2 separate regions of the Bos taurus genome follow, and region 2 is linked to region 1. A link is a contact called in public Hi-C data. All regions are on one chromosome and are shown on one strand. The core of a region is the stretch at or near the end of the contact, and the rest is flanking DNA. Distances in the headings are between cores, read along the strand shown.

The links. A called contact is a pair of places that touch in the nucleus more often than the background predicts.
Region 2: a Hi-C map of liver shows a contact between it and region 1, with 3 times the contacts expected there. The contact joins two enhancer-like sites. A contact is called at or near these places in 2 of 11 Hi-C or Micro-C datasets (liver and skeletal muscle).

Annotation. Positions count from the first base shown.
Region 1 is chr19:49,553,552-49,559,171 of ARS-UCD2.0, forward strand. No RefSeq gene overlaps it. Among named protein-coding and RNA genes, the nearest start is that of PSMD12, 61 kb to the left of the region's middle. Within about 2 kb of position 4,205, at least 15 of the 102 cell types and tissues checked have an H3K27ac peak or open chromatin away from gene starts, as enhancers often do. A contact at or near this core is called in liver, where this site is marked.
Region 2 is chr19:49,621,578-49,627,481 of ARS-UCD2.0, forward strand. It overlaps METRNL (meteorin like, glial cell differentiation regulator), which reads right to left. Exons shown (of 4, transcript NM_001206050.1): 3 at 4,651-4,710; 4 at 2,875-3,694. The coding sequence ends at 3,372. Among named protein-coding and RNA genes, the nearest start is that of METRNL, 15 kb to the right of the region's middle. Within about 2 kb of position 1,499, at least 12 of the 102 cell types and tissues checked have an H3K27ac peak or open chromatin away from gene starts, as enhancers often do. A contact at or near this core is called in liver, where this site is marked.

The DNA of each region.
Region 1 (5,620 bases), core at 2,955-5,454:
AAAGTCACTCAAACTGATTCCCTCAATAAGCTAGTAAACAGGAAACATACCTAACGCAATTCTGGGGAAGAGCTTTCCAAGCAAAATATCTCTGGAGTGGATTAGGTGTTAGTGCTGCGTTTGATCAAGTACCTCAAGAAAAAAAGATGAGCTCAGCAAAGAATGGACAAACCTGCGGCAGAATTGAGAGGAAATACAGGGAGCCCAGAAACTCCAGCCTTTGCAGGATTAAGAATCGAGCCTGTTCCTTCTACCAATAATGAACAGAATTGAGTAGCCACCTTGAGTCAGAGAAGGCTTTTAAGACGCCTGGAGTTGGGCATCCCAGCACAGACCCTGGCACCCACATCAGTCTATTCAGCACCAGATCTCTGTGTGGCAGCCAACCACCATCCAAAATGACTGGAAACAGGGAGACCCACTCTCCAAGCTCCAAGGACACAGCCTCGGGGACCTCTGCCGCCACGGTGCTTATCTCGATGTTTTCAGTCTTTGGAACAGCCCCACGGTGGCTGCCATCCTGTTATGAAGGAAATATGCTGAGGGAAAGGGAGTGGGAGCTCGGACAAAGACAATAAACAGAGGTGTGCCAGGAGGGAAGCATGGTGCTCAGGGAGGCTCCAGCACTGCCCACAGACACCACCATCCTTGCCCTGAGCTAACCCTCTGTTCTCCACCAGCCAGGGTTTTGACTTCAAACTCGCCTTCGTCAGGTTGCCCCAAAGCAGGATGGGGCAGAAGGGTATTCGCTTTGATCCCAGGGCCCTTTGCCCCCTATTTTTGTACAGGGTCGCCTTGTGGCCTCGGCCCCCAGGACCTCTGCCCAGAAGCTGGTGTCCAACACCTTTGCCCAGCTGGTCCTGTGAACATGGCTCCTCCTGGGAAGACAGATGTGGTCACCGACTGTAGCCTGAGAAAGCCTATGTGATAAGCAAAAGGAAGTCTGAGATTTGGAGCCAGATCTGGTTCAAGTCCTGGCTCTGCCGCTTTACAGCTGTGTGGCCCTGAGCAAGTTTCTTAACCTCTCTGAGTCTCGACATCCACATATGTGAACCAAAACTACTACCAAAACCAATCTCAGAATGCGATGGAGAGGGGGCATTCCCCAGAAGACAGCCTGAACAACAGAGGCACCTTAAAAGCCTCCCTGGTGGTGATAGGGGAAGCAGAAGAGGTGATGAAGACCATGACAATAGTATTATTAATATCAAGGAAGTGAGACCAGTGCCCACAGAGCCTCTGCTTGTCCGTGCGCATGATGGCATTGGGGGGACCCTGGCCAAAGCCTGGCAAGGCGCTGGGACATCTTGACACAACACTGATGTTTTCACAGCAAGAGGCTTTGCCAGGATAAAGGGGAGACTGGAAACCAAACAGTAAGAAAAAGCACAGGCAGGCCCAGGAACCAAACCCCGAAGATACATGGGGCTGAAATGATGAAAGAGGCTGTGTCAGGATGCATTTGAAGAAGCCCAGTTCCGTCCTTTACGTGACAACAGCAGCATCAATTATCTGAATGAAGAAACACAAAGCCTGCTTTTCCCGAGCGTCACTGTGCTCACAGTGCAGCCAACACTTCTCCCTGCTTGGCCGATAGGGTTTGAAATCAGTTTGGATGCCAGCAACACAAGTTTTTTTTTAACTTTATCATTTTGCATAGCAAATGTATCCTTCTGCTTCTCTTACGCAAAATGTGTCCCTCTTATGGCAAAAGATAAACTCCAATCTGATGCAAAGAGCGGACTCATTAGAAAAGACTCTGATGCTGGGAAAGATTAAAGGCAGGAGGAGAAGGGGACAACAGAGGATGAGACGGTTGGATGGCATCACCGACTCAATGGACAAGCTCCAGGAGATGGTGAAGGACAGGGAAGCCTGGTGTGCTGCAGTTCACGGGGCTGCAAAGAGTCGAACACGACTGACTGAACAACAATACTTCCGTCTAAACTATCACAAATTCAAGTAGAAGTAGATAGTCTTTACATTAATAGGACTGTCATTTTTCCAGGCTTGCTTCTCCAAATTGTAGACACCCCTCCCCCCACCTCCACTCACTGTGTGACTTCCCTTTGGACTCACGCCCTCCCTCAGGGCTTAGCCAGGGGGCCTCCACGAGGGGTGTGGAAGCTGGAAACTTCAGTAAACACAGAGGCCAGCCGGGCTTGGACTGTCGTGAGCCAGTCACATCACTTCCTGTTTGTGTACAGGGCTGGACCTCAAGGAGACCACAGGCTCTGAGGCTCTCTGCCGTGGGCTGTCCTGGCCCCAGTTGGAAGGATAAACCTGATCCCATCGGCTCCCAGACACTCCCCGTGCGCCCTGGGATGGTCATCTCTGCCTGGATGAAGGCAGAGACCAGTCTGCCTCACCTGAATGGACCCTTGTTCAGGCCACATGGGCCTTCTGAATTCCTTCCTGTTCAGCCATGAGCTGAGCAATGGTGGCCATGAGCATTAGGACAAGGGCTTCTTCCTATTCTCTCCACAGCAGGTGGGAGCTTCAAGCAAAAGGGGTCTGAGCTCCTTGTCGACAGTTCTAGGTCAAGGTGGTCTGAGTTGGCCTCTCCACCCTATATGCATTTCAATCCCACCTCCACTCTTCTCTCCAGCACAAAGGCAATTTTTCTAACCTTTAATACATTATACTTGCAAGGGCTTCCCAGATGGCTCAGTGGTAAAGAATCTATCTGCCAAGGCCAGAGGCTCAGGAGATGTGTTTGATCCCTGGGTTGGGAAGATCCCCTGGAGGAGGAAATGGCAACCCACTCCAGTATTCTTGCCTGGAGAATTCCATGGACAGAGGAGCCTGGTGGTCTACAGGGGATCTATTATGTTTTGGGGTCTCCAAAATCACTGCAGATGGTGACTGCAGCCATGGAATTAAAAGACGCTTGCTCCTTGGAAGAAAAGTTATGACCAACCTAGACAGTGTATTAAAAGCAGAGACATTACTTTGCCAACAAAGGTCCGTCTAGTCAAAACTACGGTTTTTCCGGTAGTCATGTAGGGATGTGAGAGTTGGACTATAAAGAAAGCTAAGTGCCTAAGAATTGATGCTTTTGAACTGTGGTGTTAGAGAAGACTCTTGAGAGTTTCTTGGGCTGCAAGGAGATCAAACCAGTCCATCCTAAAGGAAATCAGTCCTGAATATTCATTGGAAGGACTGATGCTGAAGCTGAAACTCCAATACTTTGGCCACCTGATGCGAAGAACTGACTCATTTGAAAAGATGGAAGGCAGGAGGAAAAGGGGACGACAGAGGATGAGATGGTTGGATGGCATCACCGACTCGATGGACATGAGTTTGATTAGGCTCCGGGAGTTGGTAATTGACAGGGAAGCCTACCGTGCTGCAGTCCATGGGGTCGCAAAGAGCTGGACACAACTGAACTGAACTGAACTGCCCACTTTCTGTCGTGGTTCTCATCTTTTCCTTGTAAGAGATTTCTTGTACATTCAAGATATTAGTCCCTAATAGATTTTAGAACTTTAAATGCCTGTCCCAATCTGTGTTGGCCAGTGGGTTTTGTAGCAACACTTCCACAAGCACCCAGTGTGATCCCCAAGAATAAATGAAATAGGCACTGTTTCCAAGCGTGCCTTGCTGATGAGGAGATGAGGCTCAGAGGGGCTAAGCCCCTGCTCCAAGTTCTCTAGTCAGTGAGGGAGGCAGGGTTCAGACACCGGCTCTCTGCTGTGGCTCTGCACTTCTCAATTCTTGTCCTTTTTCCATGGGACTTGACTCATCAGTCTCCCAAACTAACGGCAAATGCCAGGATCTACAGGGCCACTCTGGTCACTTCATGTGAATCGTCTACAGGAGAGATCAGTGTTTACTGAATTCAATTTTTGATGTCGTGAAAGGGGCTTTTGTTTTCACTGAAAGGTTCAAAAGGTTAAATTCAGTGAAACCACTTTAGAATGTTCTACCTGATGTCATGTGAGCAGCTGGACCAAGCACTTCAGTTTTCATTCTGACTCTGCAGCCTTGGTGACCTGCCCAGCAGGCTAGTGGCCTGCCTTGTGGCCCACACCAGGGTCTGTGCCCCCACCTTCCCTGGGGAGTCTGGGGAGAGCTGGGTGTCAAGAAGACACCCCCCGCAACCCGCCACTGGGCAGACAGCCAGGGTGCACCCCGTCTGACCTCTGGCGTTCCGGCCAAGCTTTGGAGCAATCTGCTCCACGTGAACACCACTGGGAAAGCCGGCTTTGCATTGGAATGTTGCTTCCCTCCGTCCTTTTGCCCACAGCCAGGCACCAAAGCGGGTCCTGATCCTTTGCCCCGATCCCATGCTCAGGGAGGGAGCCATGCCAGGCAGCGGCTTGCAGGGTGTGCGTGGGGCAGTCAGCGCAGACTTGCACTTTACCGACAGTGGACAGCTGGACATGGCCCTCACAGGGGAGAGGGAATCTTCTGGAATAACTCAAGCCCCTTGAGACTCCTGACCCAGATGGAGCCTCAGGCTGCAAAGGACTCAGGCCTGTCTGGGCCTCAGAACCAAAACCAGCTTTCCTGTCCTGTATTCTCCAAAGATTGGCTCTCGAAAGCAGGGTCACCTCCCAGAAAGCAAATGTTTTCCACCACGCTGACAAAAAAAAAATAACAAGTCTGGCACCCGGGTCTGTGCTGCTCCCAGCCGAGTCGCTCGCTGGCCTCTGTACCGAGGTCGACTGAGGAACCAGGGCTGGAGCGTTAACACGGAAGGCGGCTGCCAAACACGGCACCCGGTGCCGGGCAGAGCTGGTGGGGGGGGCGGGGGAGGGGGCAGGGGGAGTGGGGGAGGGTGCCGGGGGATGTTGTTTTTCAGACTATTGTCAAACAGTTTTTTCCAATAAAAAATGAAAAGCCTTCCAAGGAAGAGAAGAGAGGAAGCTGGAAAGCCTCTACCTCATCCATCCTTATACATTTAGAAAAAAGGGACCAGAAGTGGAGGAAACCAAAAATAAAAACACTTTGGAAGCAGCACACTGTGCTGGCGTTTCTGCCTGCCCAGCTGCATTCTGGAGACGTTTCCCCGGCTTCACCCCCAGCTCCTGGAGACTTTGGATGGGGTGCCATATCCCAGAAACTCAATTTCTGAAGCTGAACGCACAGAGCTGTTTTGGGCTTGAAAATACAATCCTGGGACGTCGTTTTGTACTACTGCTCTGACTGCTGTTGACTGCGAAAGGGGCTCCCCTTCTTCACCCTCCTTAAGGGGGATCCATGCACAGACCCGGACGGGTTTGGAAAACTTGTCCCAATTTCTCTCTCCCATGTTTGACTCGGGCCAAACCCAAATTTCTTTGGCCCAAACCCTCCTCACCTCCTCCAATGTCAGACCACGTGCTTCCAAGAAATGAAATCCACGTGTTTCTGAATCATTTCCACTTAAGTCATCCAGATGAAGCTCAAGAAGCAGGTTTTGTCCCGGAGACGCCTTCCGAGTATCCCTGCATGCCTTGCCCAATCTCCCTGAGTGACAGGAAGCTCCTTTTGGCCAAGGAGCTTCCTTCTACCAGCTTCCAGAAAGGCTCCAGCAGAGCTGAGGTGACGAAGGTCCTAAGTCTGATGGCCACAGCACCTGGACGTTCAGAACCCATGGAGCTCGCCCAAGGGGATGGTGGGTGACCTGGACATA
Region 2 (5,904 bases), core at 249-2,748, 65 kb after region 1:
ACACTGCATCCCAGACCCAGCTCTGCCCTTTGTTTCCCTCCGCACCAGCGGTCACCTCAGTGTGATTCAGCATCTGTCAGTTTACATATTGACAGTCCCTCAGCTCTGGGGCAGCCTCCTGGTGCTGGAGCTGGAAGGGAAGCCCCGCAGGTGCATCTGACTCTAGGCTCCACTCTCACCCAGCAAAGAGGAGGCTCAGAGCAACAGTGCATGTGTCAGGCCATCCAGTCTGACCTGGGATGTCCACAGGGGCCCTCACCTGGGGGCCAGCTGGCCTCTGGAGGCCAGGACAGGGACTCCCACATGCAGCAGTCTGGAGGTTTCCCTGGGTCCCAGTGGACCACACAGGCAGGTGTGGGTCAAGGGTAAGCCCTGGTGAGCACACGGCCCCTACACCTGGGGTCCATCCCACCCTGGCTCCTCCGGGCAGGCACCGATGGTGCTGGAAATGAGGTCTGGGGCATATGATGAGCAGCCCCCAGCTGGAGGTTGCAGGGGCAGCCTGACTCCTCAGGTGGTCGGGACAGGGGAGAGGTGGGTGGTCCCCTTGCATTGGGGTGCAGGGGCCTGAGGCTTCAGGAAGCCCAGACCAGCAGCAGGAGAGGGCCAGGGACCCATATATGTCCTAGGAAAGCACAGACTGGAGAGGAGGAGAAAGCACCCTCAGCATACGGGCACCATCAGGAAGCAGGAGAGCTGATGCCCACAGACGCCATGGTGGCTGAGAGGCTCAGAAGGTGTTTCCTGACCTTGATGTTATTGGGAAGCCCAGGACCTGGGGCTCCCACCAGCATGCCCAGTGTCACAGGGGCCAAGAGAGTAGGGATCTCATTTAGGGTCTGCCAGGAGGAGGTGTTTCTTGGGTGGTTCCTGGGCTTTGGCCGACCGGTGCAGAGTGTGCAAGATGGGAGAGAGTGGACACGAGGGGTGGGGGTGGGGGGCACCACTTGGCAGGAGGGAGGTGGGATCCAGGGGACCCCGGGCTAGGACTCAGGGCTCCTCCACGCCTCCCCTTCAACCTCTGGATGGAGGCACAGGGGGCTGCCGGCCTCTCCATCCACAGAGAGACGGGGGTTGCCCGGAGCCAAGACAGAGACACTGGGCCAAGGGCCACTGGTCAGTCATAAGGACCCTCCATAGAGCCTCCAGGTGCCTATTCCCCTCAGGGCTCCACAGTGTTGAGGGGGCAGGAGTTCGGTTGTTAAGAGAGTGGGCTGGTGCATGCGGGGGCCTCAGACCCCACAGTAGCCCCTGGGCAGCAGGAAGGCACAGGTTGGATGGAGGTGGGGGCTCTGCACCCCTTCAGAAATGGTGACCTTTCCATCCTCTCCCCAAAACCCAGCGGCCCTGGACTACTGCCAGGGCTCTGCTTGGCCAAAGAGAGAAACCTCCCACGTGCCGGCACCAGGCACCCACCTGCGGGGCCGCACTCTCAGCGCCAAACCCCACCCTCTCCCCAGCCTGTCCAACACGCTCCCTCCAGCCTCTCGCCAAGAGGCCTCCACCCCCAGGCACTTCCTGCAAAGCTTCAGCCTCACGTGGAGGAAACGCTGCTGTCCACCAGACATCAGCACATGGGGTCAAGGCCCCGGATCCTCCTGGGGCAGATCCCGGCGTCCCTGTATTGACTGACGTGAGGGACGCCAGCCCAAAGCCCGACAATCTGGTTCTGCAGCATCCGCGTGCCCAGCCAGCCCAGAAAACCCAATGCATGAACCCAGGAGCGGGTCAGCTCCTCCCCCGCCTTGGGCCAGGCACGTCTGCTGCTGTTACAGGCGTCCTCCTGGCGTAACACATCCCAGTGACTAGCCACAGTGGGCCCTGTGCCCGTCACCAGACCTGCTGCTTCAGGTCATCACCCTGCTTCTTGCTGGGCAGGTATTGAGCACCTGCTTCTTGTTGCGACCTGCAGGAGCCCACAGGCCTGAGCCAGGGCACACCTGAGCTGACCCACACAGGCCTGAGCCGGCAGACAGCCACTCCTCGTGGTGTGCCTGAGTTTTCTGTGCAGCTGGCTGGGTGTTCATTGATCGGTGTCAGCCTCTCCCAGGTCCCTGGCGTCTCGGCAGTTGCTTGGGAAGAATCACAGCCTGGGGTCTGATTACATGAAAAACCTGTTAAGGTGAAGCCCTTAACAGGATGAACAGAGTATCTCCTGAGATTCTTATCTTACCCAGCACCTGTGCATGTGAACTCATTTGGAAATGAAGTCTTTGCAGGTATGATCAAGATGAGGTCTTACTGGGTCAGGGTGGGCCTGGGTCCAGCAATTGTTGGGCGTATAAGTGGAGGGACACGTGGACAGAGATACTCAGAGGGAAGAAGGCCAAGGGACAGCAGAACAGAGACTGTGATGTGTCCACCAGATCAAGGACCAAGGACTGTTGGCAGCACCAGAAGCTGGAAGAGACAAGGAGGGGTCTCCCCTGGCGCTGTTGCAGGGAGTGCACCCCTGCCCACACCTTGATTTTGGATTTCCGGTCTCTCAAACCATGTGAGAATAAGCACCTGTTATTTAAGCTCCTGGGTTGTGGTCATCTGCTTCGGCAGTTGTAGGACACTGACATCCTTGAGGATCTGGGGCTCAGAACAGCCCCTGGGTATCTAGACACTTGCCCTGGGATCAGGCATTTGGGGGAAGCTGAGGTCAAAGGGCAGCATCTGGGTTAACAGGAAGGGGGTGGGGTTGGTCCACCAGAAAGGCAGGGGTTGTAAGTATGGAGGTAACAGCCTCATTTAGAGTTGGGTCCAGTATGAAAGGTCCCTAACGCCAGGGCTGGCGGTGGGGGGCACTGACCCCAGGAGAAGATCTGACCTGGACCCCCAGCTAAGGGCCACACAGCCCTGACCAGGCCCGAAGACAGACGCGCCATTGATCCGTCAGAGGCTGGTCTTTATTCCCTGGAATGGAAACAGCCTGCAGTCCCAAAATGATGGTGGCTGGCAAAGCCCCCCCTTTAAAAATTCAAAAACAAAATGAAAAACCATTAGGTGTCTGGCTCCATAAATTTCCATCATAAGAAACAACTTTGAACAGTACCCAAGCCTGGTGTCGGGCATCCGCAGTGGGCTATGGCCCCCACACTTCACCCAACACACCAGCCAAACACAGTGACTTCAGATGCTCAGAAAACAGTATGAAACAAACACAAAGGCATTTTACGACACGGGAGTTTGCTTCCTATGGACATTTCTTTTTTAAAAAAAATATAATAACTTAGTTGGCATGTTACAGCATCTCCGATCAATCTGTCAGGGAGTCCTTGGCTGGAACCTTGTGGGGCCGCATGCAGCGTGTGCCTACCCAGCTGGAGAGCCAGGCATCCAGCACAGTGTGAGTGTCCACTGCTGCGGCCGCGGTCACCTGGCGCTCACTCCGTGCCCATCTCGCAGGGGTTCAGCCCCCTCTCCTCAGCGTCCCTGTACATCCTTTGGAAATCCTTGAAGCGTGGGGCGCAGCCAAGCCAGGCCTCCCCAAAGTGCATGTGGCCGGTGAAGAGAAACTCGCCGTGCCCAGGCCGGACGCCGCACTCCAGTAGCGTGGAGACGCGCCCCCGCCAGCCGCCGCCCTCGCCCTCAGGGGCCGGCCGGAACACCCTGCTCTTCTGCCGGTAGAGCCGGCTCACGTTCAGGTGGATGGCCGACTCCTGCCGCTCCGGCTCGTGGGTGACTTTCTGGATGGAGCCTCGGACGACTGCAGAGGAAGGAGATGGGGGTCAGCAGGGTGCTCACCAAGCCAAGAGCACACCCTGCACCCCGCAGCAAAACTGGGAACTGATCCTGAATGCTGCCTTCCAGAAATTCTCATTAGAAAGTGCAATCCACACCCAAGAGGCTGCCTAGGGGCTGCCCAGCCACTCACACTGTCGGGGGGCAAAGATGTACTTCTCTCAAGGTCCAGTCACAGAAGTGGAGGAAAACAGAAGGTACAAACCTCACTGTGCACCAACTTTTCAAGTTGGAACAAGAAAAGTGACTGCAGTTAATACCCAAGATCTGCTGTGATCCTGCATCAAGATCGGACAGAAAGGGTGAAGCTTGGAGGAGAGGGACGTGACAGGAAGAAGGACAGAGCAGGCACAGGCTTGGGCACCCTTAGCCCAGCCCCAGATCCCCTCTGTGCGGGGCCAGAAAGAAGAAGGGGGGTTGCACTTCCACTCCCCAACTGCCCTGGGAGCCTAGAGGGCAGAGTCAGGTCCCGCTGGGCCAGTTCCAGCAAACTCATACTGAGTGTTGCCACCCTTAACCCGAGAATGTTTGTGCCAATGTCATAAACAGGCGGAGGCTGAGTCCCTGACCTCAGCCCTGGCCCCGCCAGTGCCTCTAACTCCCTCTTCGGAGCCTGCAAGGGACCTGGGTGTGGGTGGGGCACCAGGACTTGGGCTCAAGCACAAAGTAGGAAAATGCTCAATATCCCCTCAAACAGGAATTCCCACCTTAAAGAGGAATTCCCAACTCTCGCCCGGCCCTGCACACAGGTCCCTTCCCTTGGGCTGGGGCTAGGGTCACTCTAAATGAGTGGAAAGGAAGGCATTTTCCCATGACCTGCAATTGGTGATGGAAGGGGGGGCCAAGCCCAGTCTTCAGGAGAGTCTCTTCCCCCCAGGGGGTTTATTTCTCCCACATGGTGGGACCCTTCAGCATACTCACCAAAGTCGCTGGTGCAGACGGCCAAGAGAACCTCTGTGTGGCTGCAAGGGCGGCACGGGGCTGCAGGGAGAGGACAGAGCCAGGTGTGGGGTCAGATGGGGCCTGTGGAAGCTCGAGGAGCACAGACCCTCCCGCCGACAGCTCGCAGGCCATATAACATCCTATAAATCCTCTGCTATCAGCGGCAACTGTCTAGACCCAGGGGCCTCTGCCATCAATGTGCCAAGAGAGCTAGCAGGCGGGACCATGACCTCTGCCTCGTGGGTGGGGAGATGTCTCTAGGAGTTCCAGGCTCACCTAGGCCGCCTGCGATGGCATGAAAATGAAGGGCAAGTGGAGTTTTGTGCTGGACTGCACTCAGCTCATGTCTGCAGTCACACTTGGCAAGCAACCATTGGGCTCTAAGTCGCTTTTCGGTGCCGAAACCAACCTGAGCTCATCTGAAGCCGCATTCCTGACACCAGCCTGGCCAAGAGCCTTACATGGCCTCGGTGGTCAGGCCTGGAAATGCCAGGGCCTCCCACTCACACTGCCTGTCCCCACAGTCCCATCTGCCACCCCCATTCCACAGGAGGTCAAAGCACTGTCTAGAAGCGCCAGGAGGCTGTGGCCCTGCTTAGCGCATTGGTGGGAGTGAGAGACGTGTCCACCTGCTTCAGTGGCGGGGGCCTTGTCTAACCAATGGGACCGGGTGACCACCTCCAAACCCCTCCAGACACCTTTCACAGCAAGCTCAGTTCACAGGATCCCCTCTGAGATCCCTAGATGTTGGAGGAGGCTGATTCCTCCAGACAAACCAGTCCCTCTCGGTGGGCCTCTGCCCCGGCTCAGTCCTCACCCTGCCCTCCACCTACTGACTCAGATGGGCAGGAGCCCTCCAGAAAGGCTGGGGACGGGGGAAAGAGAAACCTTGAGACTCAGGGGACCCCCAGGGACCACGGCGCTCCTAACTCAAGAGTGGATGTGGGGAGACACAAGTTTATTATTTGGCTCTGATGTTGCACTTTTCCTCACCTGTTTCTATGGGCCCAAACTCCCTAACAACAGAAACATTAGGTATGAACGCTCACCAGGACAAGCTTCCCTCGGCTCTTTCACATTCTAAAGGCCCCACAGGGTCTCCAGTCTTGACGCTCACTGGGCCTGGACAAAGCTACAGCTGTCTGCCTGCCTGGCTGTGAACTGGGCTGAGCCATCACCTGCCCAGGGGCTGCAGTCACTCGGGGCCCTGGAGGAGACAGGGAAACGCGGAGG